3 separate regions of the Mus musculus genome follow, and all the other regions are linked to region 1. A link is a contact called in public HiChIP or PLAC-seq data. All regions are on one chromosome and are shown on one strand. Each heading gives the region's core, a stretch centred on a gene start, on an enhancer-like site or on the middle of the called end of the contact. The rest is flanking DNA. Distances are from core to core; before and after follow the strand shown.

What was found. HiChIP or PLAC-seq counts read pairs in DNA pulled down with a chosen protein or histone mark.
Region 2: a CTCF HiChIP or PLAC-seq map of the NIH/3T3 cell line shows a contact between it and region 1, with 21 read pairs. The contact joins the enhancer-like site here to the promoter of Ccl2 in region 1. A contact is called at or near these places in 4 of 39 promoter capture datasets (the 3T3-L1 cell line, 3T3-L1-derived adipocytes, cancer-associated fibroblasts and 1 more), 1 of 15 datasets of contacts at CTCF or cohesin (the NIH/3T3 cell line), 1 of 484 Hi-C or Micro-C datasets (uterus), 2 of 115 datasets of contacts at active chromatin or transcription factors (bone marrow-derived macrophages and embryonic fibroblasts) and 2 of 9 other capture datasets (adipose tissue and pancreatic islet).
Region 3: a CTCF HiChIP or PLAC-seq map of the NIH/3T3 cell line shows a contact between it and region 1, with 18 read pairs. The contact joins the promoter of Ccl8 here to the promoter of Ccl2 in region 1. A contact is called at or near these places in 3 of 39 promoter capture datasets (the SN4741 cell line, liver and macrophages), 2 of 15 datasets of contacts at CTCF or cohesin (CD8 T cells and the NIH/3T3 cell line), 3 of 484 Hi-C or Micro-C datasets (bone marrow-derived macrophages and liver), 1 of 115 datasets of contacts at active chromatin or transcription factors (microglia) and 4 of 9 other capture datasets (adipose tissue, liver, macrophages and 1 more).

Annotation. Positions count from the first base shown.
Region 1 is chr11:82,033,646-82,038,503 of GRCm38.p6, forward strand. It overlaps Ccl2 (chemokine (C-C motif) ligand 2), which reads left to right and starts at 1,932. Exons shown (of 3, transcript NM_011333.3): 1 at 1,932-2,092; 2 at 2,838-2,955; 3 at 3,281-3,807. The coding sequence starts at 2,017. The coding sequence ends at 3,533.
Region 2 is chr11:82,137,461-82,142,318 of GRCm38.p6, forward strand. No RefSeq gene overlaps it. Among named protein-coding and RNA genes, the nearest start is that of Ccl8, 25 kb to the left of the region's middle. Within about 2 kb of position 2,196, at least 59 of the 459 cell types and tissues checked have an H3K27ac peak or open chromatin away from gene starts, as enhancers often do. A contact at or near this core is called in the NIH/3T3 cell line, adipose tissue, bone marrow-derived macrophages and 3 more, where this site is marked.
Region 3 is chr11:82,112,977-82,117,834 of GRCm38.p6, forward strand. Ccl8 (chemokine (C-C motif) ligand 8) reads left to right here and starts at 2,209. Exons shown (of 3, transcript NM_021443.3): 1 at 2,209-2,336; 2 at 3,063-3,174; 3 at 3,553-3,823. The coding sequence starts at 2,261. The coding sequence ends at 3,658.

The DNA.
Region 1 (4,858 bases), core at 682-3,181:
GTGGGCATCTATGAACATGAGGAAAACTTCGTGGAGGTAGCAACGAGATGCTCTGGGTAGAAATGACTACGCACAACTACTGCCTCCAATCCTGAAATAATTCACATATTTGAGGGAAACTGAGTGACATACAGGAAAAGAATTGGGCTAAATCCAGAACAATTTGGACACTAGTCAGGAGGAGGACAGTGACTAGCAAGATCATGATATAGGTGAACAAAAGGAGGGTCCCAAGAGGTACCGCAAACTAGGAAACTAACATCCATTGTGAGACATTAAATCTCATGTCCAAGCGGGCGTGGTGGCGCACGCCTTTAATCCCAGCACCTGGGAGGCAGAGGCAGGCAAATTTCTGAGGCCAGTCTGGTCTACAAAGTGAGTTCCAGGACAGCCAGGACTATACAGAGAAACCCTGTCTCGAAAAACCAAAAAACAAATCTCAGGTCCAGGGAAGCATTCTGGAAGCACCAGCCCCACCCCCACCCCGTGTCACCTGTGTTACCTATGGGTAATTAGGTTTTTGACAACTGACTATGCCTGGCTCCTGGTAAGCCATCACAATGCTGCTAAGGACCACTTGCCATGGAATAAACACAGCAGCTTGTTTGATAAAGCTTATTTCCTATCACAAATATATTAACTTCAGAACTGTTCTCTTCCAAGCATCCCCCCATTCCTTTACAGTCATTGTCTCCACGACTCTCTATGAAAGACAAATCTTGGGTACAACTCTGCCAATCAGGAAAGACTCAAAAGGATGCTACAGAGGAAGGAGGAAATCAAGATACCTGAGTGGAAGACTCCGCTCAGCCACTGGCACGCATGTGAGAGCGCCACTCTTTTTATCAAGAGTCTGCTGAAATGAATTCTAAGGGCTTTCAGATTTTATCGCTTTGATCACACTGTTTGTGAAGAAATCTAAACCTGGAAAGCTGAATTAAGCCAGACATTCCAGTTGGCTCACTCATGGTCCCTGGAAATCACGAAGGAAACAGGGCAGAGAGCTACCAGGAGTAGTAAACGCTAACACACAGGCTTCTAATTCATCATGACTTAACCAAAAGGCATGTTTCTCCATGGCCCGTTAGCTGTCTGTTAGTTTGAAGGTAATGTGATGATAGCCAGGCTGGAGCTACCTGGGTCCTGTTCCAGGGACTCTTAGGGCAGTTACCTACATGACCCTTCTGGACCTCAGCTGCCTGATCTGAGAATGGGGAGTAACAGCATCTACTTACCAGAGCTGGGGAAATTAGAGACTGCACTGTGAAGGGTTCCAACCACTCCTGGCCCAGAGTAAGCACTAGGTGAGTTTTATATAGAAATTTCTTCTGCACCATGAGCTCATGTATATGGCTTTCCAGGTCTGGACTTTTACAACTCAGACAGTTCATATCAATGTCACAAAGCTTCTTAGTGCTGCAAAATATCTGGTAACCACCAAGTGGAGAGAATGCTGTATTCAACAAGGCCTGATAACCAAGGACTCAGCCGACTTACTGGGGGTCCTTTCCCAGCTGCAAGGTTCCTTGAGCCAGGGGCAAGCTAGGCTGTGTTTCCAAGCATCTTCTTCCTAAGGACTTTAGGTTCCTTGGCCACTTCCTTTTATTTCAGTGAAAGCAGAGCCACTCCATTCACACTTGTGGTCACAGTAGTACAATTACTGCCAATTCTTCCCTCTTTCCCCCCCCCCCCCCCTACTCCCTGCGCAGCTTCATTTGCTCCCAGGAGTGGCTAGAAAAATACCAAATTCCAACCCACAGTTTCTCTCTTCCACTTCCTGGAAACACCCGAGGGCTCTGCACTTACTCAGCGGATTCAACTTCCACTTTCCATCACTTATCCAGGGTGATGCTACTCCTTGGCACCAAGCACCCTGCCTGACTCCACCCCCCTGGCTTACAATAAAAGGCTGCCTCAGAGCAGCCAGAAGTGCAGAGAGCCAGACGGGAGGAAGGCCAGCCCAGCACCAGCACCAGCCAACTCTCACTGAAGCCAGCTCTCTCTTCCTCCACCACCATGCAGGTCCCTGTCATGCTTCTGGGCCTGCTGTTCACAGTTGCCGGCTGGAGCATCCACGTGTTGGCTCAGCCAGGTGAGACCCCCCCAGCTCCCTTCCCAGCATATCACCCCATTTTTGAATTGTCGTGGATTGTGATAGCATAGTCTCACATGGTCAGGTACTTTTTTTTTTTTCTTTAACCAAGATAAGGAGCATAAAGAAGGAAGGACAAAGAGCCAACCCAATTACAAGATTGCTTCTGGAAAGCAACTAGAATTTTAATTGTTAGATCTAAATTTGGAATCACACCTTCATATAGTTCCTGTTCCAGTTACTTCCCTCAGTATTTGGGAACCTGGGTGATCAAACAGAGGCTTGGGTTGGTGCCTTTTTCCAGATAGAGGAGAAAGGGGAAGAGATCCAAGATCCGAGCTGTGTTTCACCCAGCCCTGCTTCCAGAGATAGCAGCTTAGCGGAGGTGGTTGGGATCAGAGATACTCATGATTTGATTTTTTTTTTTTTTTTTTTTTTTTTTTTTTTTTTGCAGCCTACAGTAATGTACTCAGGTAATCTTCTCAGGTCATAGTAATTTGACTTCTAACTCCCCCAAATGACAGTCCCCAGAGTCACATAGTTTTAATGGCATCCCTCTACCCAAGACTGTGAGCCTACTTTAAGCTGCAAATAACTGAGTCTGTTGTCAAAGATCACATCCCAGATCTGATGTATTGGCATTTATATCCCATCCTGCTGAAACTGCCTTCTCCCCGTGGTCCTTCTCTTCTCTAAGGTCAGAAGCATCTTTCCTGTCCTAATGTGCTTCTCTTTTACTCTCCAGATGCAGTTAACGCCCCACTCACCTGCTGCTACTCATTCACCAGCAAGATGATCCCAATGAGTAGGCTGGAGAGCTACAAGAGGATCACCAGCAGCAGGTGTCCCAAAGAAGCTGTAGTGTGAGTTACATACCCCGGCCCTCCCTGGTCCAAAGGTTTTTCCTTAAGAACAAGGGATGGTCCTCATATACTTATAGTCAGTCACACACTCAGATCCAATGGGGAAACCAAGGCCAAGAAGGCAAAGGCAGTTCTCAACAGCATTGTCTCTATGGCTGCTGTTCAGGCCCTTTCTACTCCACAAGCTTATCTTAGAAAACCTGCAGGAGAAGCAGGTCACTTTGAGTCCCCTTTTTCTACCTGCCCTCCCCCGCTGAGCTCTACACAGCCCCTCCATGTATACCAGACTGAACTTCATCTAACAGTGTCTTTTCTCTTCCCACAGTTTTGTCACCAAGCTCAAGAGAGAGGTCTGTGCTGACCCCAAGAAGGAATGGGTCCAGACATACATTAAAAACCTGGATCGGAACCAAATGAGATCAGAACCTACAACTTTATTTAAAACTGCATCTGCCCTAAGGTCTTCAGCACCTTTGAATGTGAAGTTGACCCGTAAATCTGAAGCTAATGCATCCACTACCTTTTCCACAACCACCTCAAGCACTTCTGTAGGAGTGACCAGTGTGACAGTGAACTAGTGTGACTCGGACTGTGATGCCTTAATTAATATTAAACTTATTTAACTTATTGATGTTATGGTATTCCCTTTCATGAATACTAAAATTTCTTAAATGCAAGGTGTGGATCCATTTTTCCCTCTCTGTGAATCCAGATTCAACACTTTCAATGTATGAGAGATGAATTTTGTAAAGATGAATGGGTAAACTTTGTGTTTGAGATTCCAAGGTATTGTTTAAAATATTATTATGGATATTCCTTATTATTAAAAGAAATATATTATTTTTGTACACCAGTCTGACTTTGAGTGTTTTCTTGAGGGAAACTGCAAAGCTGAGAGTATATAAGCTTGGAGAGCAACACAGGTTGGGACACATATTGTGGGGGAACAGGAGAGTGAATGGCCCACTCTTTTGTATTGAATGGTCTTATCTGAGTGTCATAGACTCTTCAAGATGGGGCCCAGTCAGGGATGCTAGTACCATTGTTTTGGTCCCTAGCATTGCTTCTCAGATACATGCTCAACAAAAGCCCCAGTCCTTCCCAGTCACATGTCCTAGTTGCCCTTTAACTGGGATACATCACTTCCATCTACAGCTCTGCAATTTATAATTCTCTAACTGCATAGGTAGTTCAGACAGTGGAGAACAGACGGGAGACTTAACCATCTTCTATAGGAAGGTTATGGTAATGCTTCCTAGAGAGAGGAAGACATGAACTTATCCTTGATAATGGTTAGTTTTATAGGAAAAAAAACACAAAAGCATTAAGGAAAACTGGTAGGTGGGGGAAATTATCCAAAAATAGAAATGAAAATGGTGTGTACATTAAACGGGGAAGAGCGAGGGAAACCATCCGATGGAGCTGCATGTATATCAAGAGATGGGGATTTTTCAAGAGGAAGCTCAATACAGGGTTTGGAATAGGAAGGTGAGAACATGGTATTCCCTCGGACCTATAATTTAAAGGATAAGTTGAAACTCTTCGGTCCAATAAAGAGGGAGGGACGTGTTTCATTCAGAGGCTCAGAGGTGAGCCTCAGAAAAATACATCCTGATGACTTCAGACAGACAGAAAGAAGTGGAGACAAGTGATTGGTTGTGGCTCATCATGAGATGAGGGCTGGATATTGGGTCCAAGAGAACAATGTTCTGGACCGTGGGAGATGGCTTAAGGTACGGACCTTTCCAGAGATTGTTAATGAAGCAATGTCTCTGAAACCTGAGAGTGTTTCTTTCCATCAGCACCCTGACTCCACACAGAGGAACCTAGGTTGTCCACTCAAATGGATAGATGTTCTCTCTCTGAATGTCCATCTGAGGTCTGTGGCATGGGGCTCATCCTA
Region 2 (4,858 bases), core at 946-3,445, 100 kb after region 1:
AGGAGAATACTTAGCCATTCCTTCAAGAATCTGGAGGCTTTAAGTGGGAGCATACATGGCATAGGAAAGTAATGGTAACCAGCAGATATCACATCACCTCCGAGAGGCTTTCAGAATCAGAGAAGTCAGATCTGTACAGCTCAGCACTGCTGTAAGATGACTGCCCTGTGGACAAGACTCTGACCTCACCTCTTCCCTTCATTGACAAACAAAGAAAGGCCTTAATGGCCCCCAGGAAAGCAAGAGAGCCAGGATGACTCCCAGGAAGAGTAGTGAGTGGCCATCAAGTAGCTGGCCTCCTTTCCACTTCAGAGAAACAATGACAAGACATACCACATGTGACCAATTGGACATTGCTAAGGAAGATCTGTCAAGCTTTAAAATGTTTTGCCAATTCTGGTGTGTTGGTTAATTTATGTTAACTTGACACGAACTAGGGGTATCTGAGAAAGAGGGATCTTAATTGAGGGATTGCATCTATCAAATTGACCTGTAGGTAGGTTTCTAGGGCCGTTTTCTTGATTAATTATTGAAGTGAGAGGCCCATACCACTGGGGATCATGACACCCCTAGGTAGGAGGTCATGGGTTCTGTTTTTTTTTTTTTTTTTTTAAAAAAAGAGCTAGCTAAGAAAACACTGGAGACCAAGCCATTAAGCACTGTTCTTCCTTGGCCTCTGCTTCAGTTTCTGCCTCAAGGTTTCTGCCTTGAATTCTTCCCCTGGATTCCCTTAATGATGGACTGTTACCTGAAAGTGTAATAGGAAATAAGCCCTTTCTGCCCTCAGTATTTTATCACAGCAGGAGAGAAGCCAACTCAAATATCTGGACACTGCAGATATGTAGAGATTGCCAACAAAAGATAGAGTAGAACTAGAAAAGAAGTCTCTCTGTTGTTTTTAAACTCATAAAAATGTCTGCTAGAAGTGAGTTTTTATAATGGTGTCATTGGATCGCCTCTAGAGACACTCCACCTTGTGCAGTGTTTTGGAGCACCAAGACCAGAATGCAGATGAGGAGGTCCCTTGCCAAGCTGACCACATGGAGATATCTTTAATACAACTGGTGTGTGTGTGTGTGTGCATTTTATTCCTTTTTATTGTCTATAGAGTTGACAATGTTAAATGCTTTTTTAACATGTTTAGATTTTCTAGATGTTCTGAGATGGATGCCTTACATATTATACAAGAAGAAATAGTAAAAGAAATCCTGTGTGTGTGTGTGTGTGTGTGTGTGTGTGTGTGTGTGTGTGTGTTCCTTTTTTTAAAAATTTCTATGAAATGTCATTTTTCAGGGAGGGAGTAGTCAAACCTGTCCTGGCTTATTTTGCCTGGGCTCTGGCTCCCAGGAGAAGGCACAGCAGAGCACTAAGCACTCATGAACCCCTGGCCCATTTTTTTCTTACTTCACTGTATATATAGTGTTTATAAAGGGCACAGGAATCCCCCACTGAAAGCAGCTGCTCACTTTGCTTACTAAAGAGTCTACACACAACAAAAACAGTAAATTAATACATTTTATATACGTGGCATTAGCATTCTAAGGAAAGACTGATTTCTGAACATTTTGAACATTTTAGCCCACTGGGGTGGTAGAGAACAGAAGGATTCCGGCTCAGGATACACATATTTTATGACATTTTCAATTTATTACCGTCATTACACATGCGCATTTTACTTCCAACTGCCATGTACATGCTGTGCCGACTGAGTCCTTGCTGGATGGAGAGGCAGTAAAATGTCACTTTGGTAGCAATTTTTTTTGCTAAAGTCCATATGAAATACTGTCTTTGGGAAATGGCACTATGAAACATTGCCCAGGAGCTGAGTGGTCCTCTCCTGCTCATTCAGCTATGGGGGACAGCATGGCAAAAGCAAAGTCCTGCTGGGCTTACTCTTGGACCCTCGGATGCTGGCTCCCTGGATGTTTAGCACATTTTGCCTTGCCGTGCGTGTAAGTAAATACAGTGGACAAATAGGTCCATGCCTTGTTAAAGCAGTTGCCAGGAGATAAAGCCGCTAGTGAAGCTAGCGCATTTTATACACTTCATGTTGAAATTCATAGGAATGCTTGTTTCTGCAAATGGTATTTTGATGCAACATTGTTGAATCATTTCTGAGCATGTGGTAGGCCTGTGCTTGTCCACTGATTTGAAGACTGAGAGAAAGCAGGAAGCAGGGGAAGGAGTGGTCACATTTGGCAGACATCTGACATTGCAACAGTTGCTACACATGTGGTTTAATTCACCGCCGCTGTGTATATAGGGAAAAGGTTTTTACATGAAATCGCCTGTCTTTCCAGACATTTAAACATGATTAATGCGTCTGAAAGTAGAAGCAGCAGAATGATCCCTTGTGTAAACAGATTTTTAAGCTCCGGAAATCCAGTGTGTGGGAATGGATTTGTTAGACTGCCTCTGAGAGCAAAGGGGGCTGTCTGTGCTTCGTATTGGGCTGAGGAAGAGGGAGGCACAGAGACTGTAAATGATTTTGCTACGATGTATCAGGAAAGCTTAGTCATCTGGATGTATTGTACACATCCTAGAAAAATGAGTCCTCATATTTATTATATGTAGACTCTAGCTATTAAAGAGGAAGCTGGTGTGTGGCAAAAGTCAAGTTAGAAAGTTAGCATCTTTTCTATGCTTTGTGTTCAAATTTGTAGGAAGGCCCTCTTCTAAAGTGGGAACTTTGGAAAGGAAACTGCAACATCGTCAGCTAAGTAAGTGCACATATCACATATGACAGAGATGATGAGGAAATGGAGAACTGATGGGTGATAGACCAGAGCATTTTCACTGGAAGACACCTACAGATGTGCCCATTGGGGTGGGGGGAGGGGGGTCTGTGGACATATCACATATGACAGAGATGATGAGGAAATGGAGAACTGATGGGTGATAGGCCAGAGCATTTTCACTGGAAGACACCTACAGATATGCCCATTGGGGTGTGTGTGTGTGGGTCTATGGGTCTGTGGGTCTGTGGGTGTTAAATCCAACAGTATTGTATATCCAGTAGACAAACCTAAGTCCTAATTTGAAACATCTCATCTTTACAGATGTTTAGAGGTATACAAAGTGCATTGAAAAGGGGGGAAATAGCATGATTTGTAGATGCCATACTGTCTGTCAGAAAGTGATGAAATCCCCTGTCTTTGAAGTACCCATCATATTTGTGCTGGTTCTGGGAGGAGCAGGGAGAGCTACACATGGCTTTCAACCAGCATGCTTTAGTAAAGCAATACTGACCATTATCCCTCACAGCTGCATTTTGTATATATGTTACTAATATGTGTATCCTGATGAGTGGGCAAGCTCAGATGCACAGCATTGAGTCTTTCTAGGTGCCAAAAGGGTTACTGGTATAGGATAAAAGTAATTAGAAATTAAGATACTGGGTACCCTATGTATAATGTTCACAGAGGAAGCTGTTCTTAAGTGATGTAAAAAGTGAAGTGCTTCACAGCCCCTCAGAACATCACAGTTGCATAAGCTTGACCCTGGTGTTGACAAGGATAGGAAGGGTTCCAGATGAAATGCGACTATTTGGAGGACATTTGCCTATTCTAGCCTTTGTCCAACATGTACAGGGTTTTTGACAGTGCTATGTGCATACCAGGCAACTCAAGTCCTTGCTGGAAACATCTACGAGGCAACAGACCTTTGGATACTGCAACATCATGCTGACATTTACAAAGTCCACCTCTGAGAACTGCACAATCAGGTTTTATAAAATAGAAAACAAGACAAACAAAAAGGGTAATGGTTTAATTGAGTCAGTTAAAGACGTTTTGGTGGCTCTCACACCTTTAATCACAGCACTAAGGAGGGAGAGGCAGGAAGATATCTGTGAGTTCGAGGCCAGCCTGGTCAGTTTCAGGACAACCATGGCTACACAGAGAATCCCTGTCTTGAAAAATCAAATACATACGTAGATACATACATAGATACATACATACATACATAAAGGGTGTTTGGTTGGGCTACATTCATAGCTATTCTTGACTACACATAATGTCCTCAGTTGCACGTGCCTCATAGTCCTTATAGATGTTTACAAAAGAAATCCACAAATGGAATCTGGAGAGGTGCTCAGAGGTTAAGAGTTCTTGCTCTCCTTGAAGAGAGCCTGAGTTTTAACTTTCAGCACTGTCATCCAGTGGCTCACAGTAGCCTGTAGCTCCAGCTTCAGGGAATCCAATAACCTCTGCATAACCCCACACTCAAGGACACAGACAAATACATGGATGCATAATTAAAAATAAAAACATTTTAAAATATAAAAACATATAAAAGTACATAAGTACAAAAGAGGCTAACATAACACCCTCAAAGGATTTCTTCTCTTCTTTGTCCTTTAGGAGGAATGGCCTCATCTGAGGAGTTTTAAACTGGACATCTTAGAAGCAGGGCTGACAGAGCAATTTGACAACAAAAGGAGATCAAGGGGATACAAATTGGAAAAGAGGAAGTCAAAATATCACTTTTTGCAGATGATATGATAGTATATATAAGTGACCTCAAAAATTCCACCAGAGAACTCCTAAACCTGATAAACAGCTTCGGTGAAGTAGCTGGATATAAAATAAACTCAAACAAGTCAATGGCCTTTCTCTATACAAAGAATAAACAGGCTGAGAAAGAAATTAGGGAAACAACACCCTTCTCAATAGTCCCAAATAATATAAAATATCTCGGCGTGACTCTAACTAAGGAAGTGAAAGATCTGTATGATAAAAACTTCAAGTCTCTGAAGAAAGAAATTAAAGAAGATCTCAGAAGATGGAAGTATCTCCCATGCTCATGGATTGGCAGGATCAACATTGTAAAAATGGCTATCTTGCCAAAAGCAATCTAC
Region 3 (4,858 bases), core at 959-3,458, 80 kb after region 1:
AATAGAGAATAAAATACCCATGGAAGGAGTTACAGAGACAAAGTTTGGAGCTAAGAAGATTTTGTTTTTCTTAACAGTTGAGTAATAGTCCACTATGCAAATGTGCCACATCTTCATTGGGTTGTTTTTCAATTTCTGAATATTGTGAATAGAGCACCATTGAACATATATATGCAAGTGTCTCCATAGTAGGATACAGAGTCCTTTGGGTGGATGTCTAAAAGTGGTATAGATCAGTTCCTAGGATTTGGAAGAACCCTCCACACTGATTTCCATAGTAAAAAATTCTGTAGTAGGTGGCAGAGTATGTGTGCAGACTTCTATTTGGGTCCTCATTTTTATACATCAATCAGTGTGTCTGGTTTTGTGCTCTAACTATTAAGATTATAAACTCTTAGATTCATTTAATACTAAAGGTGATAAACACTTTGGTTCAAACATTTCACCTCAAACTTGTACCAACTCCTGCTGCCTTTGTGGCCTGCAGAAATGCTGACTCGTGTTCTTCTTCACTTACGACGACAGTTGGGTATTGTAAGTGCCTAAGCTTGAGTCCAACAACATTCCCAATTCTCCGTTTCAATGTTTCTTAAATCATTTCTTTTCATGTTTAGATATTTTGAAAACTGTCTTAGGCATTTGAAATTCTCTTTAATATTTTCTAAGTGACAAACAGTGTGATAAATCATGTCTGCAGGGAAGGTTCAAATTAGTAAGCCATGCCCTTAGTCCATCATGCTTTCTTATGTCTGTTTGCCTTCTCACACTTCAAACCTTGTCTGAAACAAGTCTTCATTTCGGAAAAAGACTCTGTAGACACAGGGAAAATAATCACTTGGATTAAGGAGTGTGATGACTCATGACATACTGAGGAGTTTGGCCTTGCTTGCTTTGGTTTCTTTGGGTTGTTTTTGTTGTTGTTGGGGTTTTTTGTGTTTGTTTGTTTGTTTGTTTGTTTGTTTGTTTTAGGTCATGGTGTCTTCTTGCTTGTTATAACTTTAGATATAATGTACTACTGTGTGTTGCATTTAAATGTTGTAGCTGACAGAGGTCAAAACCCAGAAAAATCATAAAATATTAGCCATTAGCTCATGGTGGCTTAATAGATTGGATATAATTCAGAGATTTAATTCTGAGTGGCTTTACTAACTATATCCCTCACTTGAGGATGTTCTTCCTGCCTACTAGTCAGGAATCTTTGCTTACACTGACGAGGAATGAGACTGAGCATAACACTATTTGGCCTCCAAACACATTGAACAGGATGCTTGGCCAACAGAGTTATTGTGATTGAAGTTCCCAGACAAAAGTCATACATACATTAAGGATTCTGCAAGAAAACAGCTCTGTGATGTAGAGAGCTATGCTCCTGCAGGATGCCACCCGCTGCAGGATCCCTGCCCCTCCAGAATCCACACGTGGTGCCCAGTTCTCCAGGACTTTCAGGCTAGGCCAGACATAGTAGAGAAACTCTGTTATTACAGCATTTTTCAGACTGATATGGGAGAATTATACAACAAGGACGGCCTGGGGACAAAGTAAATTTGGAAGAGCCAGATCTACTTAATCCTCATCTAGAATACTAACTACAAAAGAAGGGCTGAGGTATAGCTGCCATTTAGTAGTAGAATACTTACTTGGCTGTCATGTGCAAGGTTCTGGCTAACATGTAAAATTCCTAGTAATAGAAGAAAAAGGAAGAGGAGACGGAAGAGAAGGAGACTTGAGTCTATCATGTTTTCAGGGTTCTTTGGAGCCCATCTGGGTTTTGAAAAACCCACCTGCCTTAGGGTTGCAAAAGCCTAGTGTAAAAGGGACCAGACTTAGGCCTTTCTCTGGTCTCCTAGCACCCTCCAAAAGGAAGCATCTAACCTCTCTTTACTCCATGGTAACCTTGGTTTCTAGTCTTTCTTCTATACAGATGTTTTTCATTTCTATGTTTCAGAATCCCTGATCCAGTGGGACTGCTTCCTCCATGCTGCTGGTTTCAGATGCTTGCCCTTCAAAGTTTCTGTCTCATAGTCTAAGTTAGCCAAAGATTTTAGCATCTTATTCTTGCTGAGCTGCCTTCCAGCTGCCGGGAAATCATCTCATGATCTGATGACTATTCAGCATAACAAAGATCTTGCTTTCATTTCCCATTAGGCACAACTCTATCTGCAGATTCCCTGCTCCCTATAAAAGGCAGATTAGAGCCTCCAGACTAGCAGAGTTAGATTGAGAGGACGCTAGCCTTCACTCCAAAATCTTTGCCTTCAACATGAAGATCTACGCAGTGCTTCTTTGCCTGCTGCTCATAGCTGTCCCTGTCAGCCCAGAGAAGCTGACTGGGCCAGGTAAGGTATCTCCTTTCCTAAGGGAAATGGTTTAGCAGGCACTAACATCTGAGCACAAGGCATCCCAGAGCTGCTGTATGATCTGCAATTTTAAGATGGACAGACTGAGAGTATGGAAGAAGTTAGCCAAAAGCCAGTGTGTCAAAGCTAGGCAGAACCAGCAGTGAGTGTTTAGAGCACTGAGGCCAGGCCCTGTGATGTCTCATGACATCAGCCCTGGGACACGATGCTGCATGCAGCCACTACCGATACTGCCCTCTCCTTGTTTGAGGAGATGGCCCAGAAGTGGCTGTGGTGAGAAGGACATCACAAGCAATAGGGGAGTGATAGGGATGATGTCTTGAAGAAGTGCTTTGGGATCTTGATCCAGAGTGGCTTCCAGAACCATATGTGGATATTTGTACACTGAGGGGCTTCCTAGATTAAAAAATAAAATAGGTTGATTCTAAGCCCACAGCAGCAAGGTGATGGACAGCGAGTTCTTGGGACTTACTTTCCTGTGTCAGAAGTATGGGATCAGTCAAAGAGATCTCATGATAAACAGTCATCAGTGAGGAATCCTGTGGTTCAACAGAGGACACTGACTCCTAAGACATATTCTGTCACTAGACCCTAGATACAAAACTTGGGAACAGTGACTCCTAGGTGCAGCCCAACCCTCATCTTCCCTTATGAGAGGACTCTGAGATGTCCCCTAACCCTCTTTCTTTACAAAATGGCTTCCAGATAAGGCTCCAGTCACCTGCTGCTTTCATGTACTAAAGCTGAAGATCCCCCTTCGGGTGCTGAAAAGCTACGAGAGAATCAACAATATCCAGTGCCCCATGGAAGCTGTGGTGTAAGTGATTCCTGCCCAGAAAACCCAGTCAGAGTCAAGGGAGAGTGGTCAGGACACACAGATGAGTGAGTCAAACAAATACAGCCTCTTATCTGGACCACGCCTTACCCACATAGGGAGACTGACTGGAAGAGAAGAAATCTGTAATTTTCCAGGAGCTCAGAGGGATTTTCCCCAGTTCCTTTCCACAATAGATGAGAAAGCTTCAAGTAGGGCAGCAAGATCAGGGCTTCCTCCTCAGGGTTCTCCCTTCCACCCCTTCCTCATCCTCCCCTCCTGCCAAGCAGCTCCTTCACCTCTGGAGCAAGAGTGAATGGGGTCTGTCGAGCTGTGGGCCATGCTCTGAGCACTATTTCTGAACCTTCCATCTCTCCACAGTTTCCAGACCAAGCAGGGTATGTCTCTCTGTGTAGACCCCACACAGAAGTGGGTCAGTGAGTACATGGAGATCCTTGACCAGAAGTCTCAAATTCTGCAGCCTTGAACCTTCACACCTGAGTTAAGAGACAGCCAAAGCTGGAAGTTCTCCCCTAATCTTCTCCAGGCAGAGAGATGTTACAAGCAGATGGTGCCTGGGCTGCGTGTTTTCTCATCCTTGTCTGTTATATGAACAACTGAAATAAAAGCTTACACTGATTTGCAAATGTAACATGGGCATTTTTATTCAAAGTGAAGTGATGGGAAGTTATGATCAATCTCAGAGAGCAGCAGGCCAAATGAGGGGAGGTGTTCAAGGGTTCCTGTGTATTATTTGGGTTTCATTTTATGGGGTTCAAGTGAAGGAAGAGCCTTGTTACTAGAGATGGAGTGGGTGGTTCTCTACTGGTTGAGAGGCTTCAATTACATTAAACCATTGTTCATTGCTCATATCTGTTCCCATAACGCATCGGCTTTTTAGCATAGGCATGCCCAGTTGTGCAAAGGCATGAATAGTAAATAGGGGATTCTTTCTGAAAGTTCACTTGAGGTTATACTCCACCTCATTGTACATGTACCACAAGCTGGTCTCAGTCAGCCCCAGACTCTGTTCCAGACTGTGTTTGACTAGTGACAAAGCTTATCAAGGCTTTACTAAATGGAGCAATTTATTTCATGGTTTAAACCCTTTTGAAGTTGAGAATGCTAGGTTGCTAACAGGTTGCTTGCTATACTCTCCAAAGATGAGGTGTGTACATAGTCCAAACCAAGTAGAATCCTGAGTTGCATAGATATTCCCTATGCTTGCCTTCCTCACCTTCCCCCTGAAAAACTTTGTTTTCCTGATTCATAGAGAGCTATACCCTCTGTGTCTGGCACATTTACATGTAACACACAACAGGAACATTGTAAGTATTAATATTAGTCACAGTTCTCTAGAGCACCAGAGCCAAAAGAATGAATATGAATGTGTGTGTGTGTGTGTGTGTGTGTGTGTGTGTGTGTGTGTGTGTGCATTCACCTGTTCTCAGAAATGTTCTATACCTATTTTTCCGTGTTTCTGTGACCTACTTTCCTTAACTGCCTGGCCTCACTTCTGTAGCCATGCTTACACTATTGTCTTGCACTGTGTTGACAAGTAGTCTTTCAGTGGCCGTCTCCCACCAGGAAGATCAAGAAATCAGTAGTTGTTCATCCATATGCCTTGGCAGTTCTAATCTGAAGCCAAAGCCTGGAAGATTTCTGAAGAACCAGTGGGCTTCCTTGC